Regions from separate parts of the Gossypium hirsutum genome. Here region 1 is linked to region 2. Evidence: chromatin contacts called from public Hi-C data. All regions are on one chromosome and are shown on one strand. The core of a region is the stretch at or near the end of the contact, and the rest is flanking DNA. Distances in the headings are between cores, read along the strand shown.

The links. Hi-C and Micro-C count contacts between places; a contact is called where the count stands out from the background.
Region 1: a Hi-C map of leaf shows a contact between it and region 2, with 1.6 times the contacts expected there. The contact joins the promoter of LOC107916550 here to the promoter of LOC121227827 in region 2. A contact is called at or near these places in 4 of 34 Hi-C or Micro-C datasets (callus and leaf).

What each region holds. Positions count from the first base shown.
Region 1 is chrA01:93,246,565-93,249,264 of Gossypium_hirsutum_v2.1, reverse strand. It overlaps LOC107916550 (beta-glucuronosyltransferase GlcAT14A), which reads left to right and starts at 1,327. Exons shown (of 5, transcript XM_016845824.2): 1 at 1,327-1,954; 2 at 2,465-2,700. The coding sequence starts at 1,836.
Region 2 is chrA01:93,002,688-93,005,387 of Gossypium_hirsutum_v2.1, reverse strand. It overlaps LOC121227827 (U-box domain-containing protein 11), which reads left to right and starts at 1,327. Exons shown (of 4, transcript XM_041110635.1): 1 at 1,327-1,865; 2 at 2,599-2,700. The coding sequence starts at 1,566.

The DNA.
Region 1 (2,700 bases), core at 78-2,577, 240 kb before region 2:
TAGAAAAATGCAAGGTTTGTTCGTTGATCACTATAGAGGTGTTATTGCTTTGATCTTTGTGTTGTTGTATCCTAGGAGACTTTCAACCAACGTTTCTCCAAGTACTGTAGGAGCGGCCGAATCTGTCTTAAGGAAACTGTGTTTCACAGGCCTCAATGTTTAGTAAAATCTCTTTTCTTCCTTTTATTTCAATTTTGTTACTATTTTGATTGTTTTTCGTATTTGACAAATTAAATATAAATAATTTTATTTGATTTTATTTTATATGTGTTTATTTATATTTAATTATTTTGTTAGCTAACGTGTTTTGTCCAACAAAACAAACTCCCAAAAGTCAAAACTACTCAAAACAGTGTAGTGACATGGATCTGAGACACTTTTTGTGGCACAAGTCCCAAATTGTGCCGATACAAGTCCTTAAAACTATATCAAATTGCTCTTTGTTTGACTTGTGATACCATTGAAGCGAAAAGTCCAATGTCTTTTTCCAGATCGATACCTTTGTCGATTTTGGTCTGATTGATTTAACCAATTGATCCGATGCAATTTAAGCTTTTATGATTTTTTAAAATAAATTTTATAAGCTTATATCAATTTTAATATTTTTTATAATTTTTAAGAATTCTAATACATTTTTATAATATATTATTATTTTAAATATGTTTTATTAACTTTATAATTTTTTATAATTATTAGGATTTATTAAGAAATTTATAACTTTTTTTATAATATTTATAAGTTAATTTTATAATTTTTATAAGTTTATATAATTTTAATAATTTTTCTTAATATTTTAAAATTTTATTTTTTTAATATTTTCTATGGGTAAAATATTAGATTAATAAGAAATTGTCACGTATTATTATTTAATTGATTCATTAATTTATTTTAAGTAGTTCATGAAGAAAACTATTAGTGAATGAGCTTAATTAATTATTTTAATTAATCACATAGATTTAATTAAGTGCAAATTTAATACAATAATTTAATTCAATTTTTTTTGTATTTTCTTAAAGGGCTTCTTTTGTTGTCATGTAAGCCTAATAATAACAAATAAATAAAATAAAAAATCAAATAAAATTTAAAAAGACTTCATAAAGATGTAAGAAAGCAGAGGGGTTAAAGGAGCAATTAATTTGCTCAAAATTTCTGAAATAAGGACTAAAATAAAAGGTAATGGAAACTAACAGGGACTCATATTGGAAATAGACCTTGCGACAACCCCTCACTGCAACATATGGATACGCGGAGGGACTTTCACGAAAATTCCCATTAACTCAAAAAAAAAAAAAAACTGAAAACTAACTCTTTTTTTTTCATCCCAGAAAAGCGTTTTAACTCCTTTGTTTTTGCTGCCAGTTCTCTGCTCCTCTGTCTGTTTAGTTTCCGGCAACGCTGGCCGCCGGAGAACCCAACGGTTCTCCAGTCTCCGACGGTGGGCATGGTGGCCGAACAAGAATGTTTGATTTTTCTTTTTTTAAAACATTTTCTTCATATTATTTTTTCTGTTTCCTCTGTTTCTGTTTGCTGTCTATCTCCGGCGAGGCTCCGCCGCCGGAGACCCAAAAGTCTCCTGTTACAGGCAGCGGGCCATCGTGGCCGGTAAATAAAACCCTCCTTTTTTTAAAAAAAAAGTTCACATTTCCTTTTCTCTACATTTAAAAGAAAACGAAAGAACACAAGTTTTTACTCTTTTAAGAGCTTTTGCTTTCGGAAAATGGAAGGATTTCTCCTTTCTCTGTTTTTGGCTTCTCGATTCGGTGGAATAGCTTAACCATAATTGAAGGTGGAGAATCTGATGGTGCCAACACATACAAAGATAGTCAAGTCTGCAAATGCTCACTGTGCAAGAATTCCAGAGGTGGTTCCACATCACATTCACGATCGACTGTTTTAGGGAACACATTCTGTTTCCGACTCCTCTTCCCTCCGGCCTCCACACAGTAGAACTAAGGTTATTATTTTTTATTTTAACGGTTTTTCCGATTCCAGGCTCATGCTGGCTTTATATTTTCCGGTTCAATGTATATAATTGAACCGTCGGTCCAACCGGTTTCAACAGTTACTACTTTTAGATACAAGAAAACAACAAAATGCTTTAATAATTTTTATTGACATCAGAGAGAGAGAGAGAATTCGAGAGGGAAAAAAGAGGGAGAAACTTTACTGTCTGACCTAAATTTTATTATAATCGACTATGGTGTTAAGTCTTCTGAAATCAAAGATCCCCAAATACCCATTTCCTGAAACATTTCAAAATCCATATTCGATTCGGGTTTCCTCCTTTGATCATCAATAAATCCATATGCTGAAGAAACTTCAATCATTAAATCAAAAGCTACAGTTTTTGAGGAGCTTAAAACACTAGGGTTATGGGAGCTGAAAAGAAATGGCTTTTCACTCTCTTTTTGACAACAATTTTCTCCATTCTCCTCCTCTTACTTTACTCGATCTCTGTTTTCAGCTCCCCTAGACTTTTCCCTTCTCAAGTCCAACATGGTCTTCATTCTCCACCAGCTTTTGCTTACTATTTATTTGGTGGAAAAGGTGATAAGGATCGGATCTTTAGGCTACTACTTGCTGTCTATCATCCCAGGAATCGATATTTGCTGCAACTTGGTGCTGACGCTTCCGATGAGGAAAGGTATAGGTTGGTTTTGGCTTTGAAATCTGTGCCTGCTATTAGGAGCTTTGAAAATG
Region 2 (2,700 bases), core at 78-2,577:
AAGTACTTTGAACCCCAAAGCATTAATCACATTATTGTTAAGATTTCTCACTCTTATAATTTATCCCATATATAAGAGTTGGCCTCCGCCTGCCCTTAATTTTATCTGCCATCAAAAACTAGAGATTATGAGGAATTATATATAGCGATTTAAAGGGGAAAAAGGACGAAAAAGTAATATTTGCCGCCGCAAAATCAGAGAAACCCAGCTGTAAGCTGCCAGCTTTACTCGTTTTCTAATTCGTTGCGGTTGTTTGTTGTCGTCAAACCTTTGTTTTGTTTTGTTTTTTTGAAGTTCCTTGGTGGGCATAGTTTTTGCTAACCACGTCTTCTCACACCCAAATTTTATGTATATTAGAGAACTCTATTTTCTATAAAAACTTAATTATTTATTAAGGATTAAAAAGGATGATCCCTAAATATTATTTCTTAAAACTAATGCAGTTGTTGTACAACATGCAAAAATAAATAAAGTATAATAGTTTGGACATTCTTTATTTTAATTATATATAGCTGGTGGTGGACAAAATGAGAGCATGGCAATAATGAACAACTTTACAGGCTAGCAAGAATATAGCAAGAATAAATTTGTAATACATCTAAAATCATAAATATATTGAAGGGAAAATGCTAATCATTTTTAAATACAATATTAAGTTGGATGACATCATAAAATGAAGAGTAGCCGTGTGTATGGGTCAGATTGGGTTTAGGCTAGGCTCAATTAAAAATTTAGGTTAAAAAATAGGTTTTAAATTTTGTTCAAACTCGACCCGAATAAAAATGTTAAAATTTGGACCCAGCTTGACCTGCCCATATTAATTTTTATATAATTTTAAAATATATATAATACATTAAAAATACTAAAAATATTAAAATAAATATTTCTCAACTAATTTAAATTAATTTTATAAAATATGTATACTTAAATAACATTAATATAGATGCAACTTAACAAGCAAATGCCTCTAAAATAATAACTAACAATAAAATAAATTTGATACAATATCCAAATAATAACAATAAAATAGTAGCAACATAATAGTAAAATATAATAAAATAGATAGAAAATAATTAAAAAATAATATTAAAAAATAAAAAGAAAATAAATTTTTGTTGTCTTTTAGTGAATTCGGGTCAGAGGCAAAAAATATTTTACCTAAAAAATAGATTTTATTTTTTTATTTAAATTTATTTTTCAAACTTATATTTTTATCCAAACTCTTTCATATTTCAGATAAATCTTTAGGTCATGCCGACTATGAACAGGTGTAATGAATAGTATGTGATATCTTAAAATCCACATAAATAAGAATAAAAGAATAATGGGGTAGTTGTTGAAATACAAATCGTAAGATTCCAAAGCCAACTGTATCCCCTTTCCTTCCATTTTGGCTCACCGCGAATCTCTCTCTTAATACCCTTTTTTTTTTATTAACTCATCCTTTCTCTCTCTCTCTCTCTCACAAAATGCATATCCTTCCTTTTCTTTCAACATCATCATAATCGCATCTCTGTTCTACTCCTATCAATCTAATCACGAGCCGACGCCTGGCTTTTTCACTAATGGCCGCTGGAGTCGTCTCCGACGCTTCTGCCGCGTTCTTGCTCAGCCTTGTCCACGATATTGTCCTCGGGAATGTGGCTGCCGGGATGTTTAAAAAGGATTGCACGGATCTGGTAAGGAGGATAGCTCTATTCACGCATTTGCTTGAGGAAATCAGGGATTTTGCAGCGTCTGATCATCCTCACGCTTCCTCCTCCTCTTCCTCTTCCTCTTCATGGTCGGCTGATCTCGCCGTTGCTCTGCAGGCTGCAAAGCGTCTTTTGTCCGCCGCCTCCGCTCACCATTCCGTTAATTCCCCTGTAAAGCCCCATCTCCTCTTCTTATATATCTAAAAGAACATTAAGTGCTAGTATATGATTCGATTAATACGTCTTTTAATGTTGATAATTGGCTTTGCCAAGTCCCGCAAATATGTTTCATTTTGGTTTTAACTGACAGGCTCAGTTGTGTTGCAAAATTGACAGAATTTGTCGACTTGTTTCTTCCTCGGATAACGTTCCACATTCTAATTACTGGCTCAGTTTGCATTAACTGACATTGATTAGCTCCATTTCGGAAAAAGTATGCATATAGAAATAACTTTTGGGCTAAAAATTTTCGAGTTAAGCTCCATTTCGGAAAAAGTATGCATTAACTGACATCGATTTTGTGTGAAGTTTTTAGGATCATTTACCTCTATATATGTGTTGAATATAGGTGTTAGATAGAGTATTTTAAGAGAAATAAGGGTTTGAATAACATAATCTATCCGAGTGCTAAGTCTATTTCTTGATTTTATTAATATGAACTTCTCCGCAATATTGTCGATTGCTAGTTTTTGTCTCACTAATTGTCACAATTCCAATTAACTAATTGAATTGCGCATCATGAAAAATGAAGAAGAAATTATGTCTTTTTTTTTAAATTTAGAGGTTTTTTTTTTTTTTGTTACCAGAGTGACTGTTGCTGGGATTTTATTGTGGTTATATGTATTTGTTCTTAATATGTTATGTTATAGGTACGTCTCTGAAATTTGCTATATCTTAATTTAAGGATGGAGCTGCCAAAAGGATCTCTTTCCAATTTCAATGTGTTACATGGAAGTTGGAGAAAAGTTTAGCCAAAATTCCATTTGATCAGTTTCAAATCTCAGAG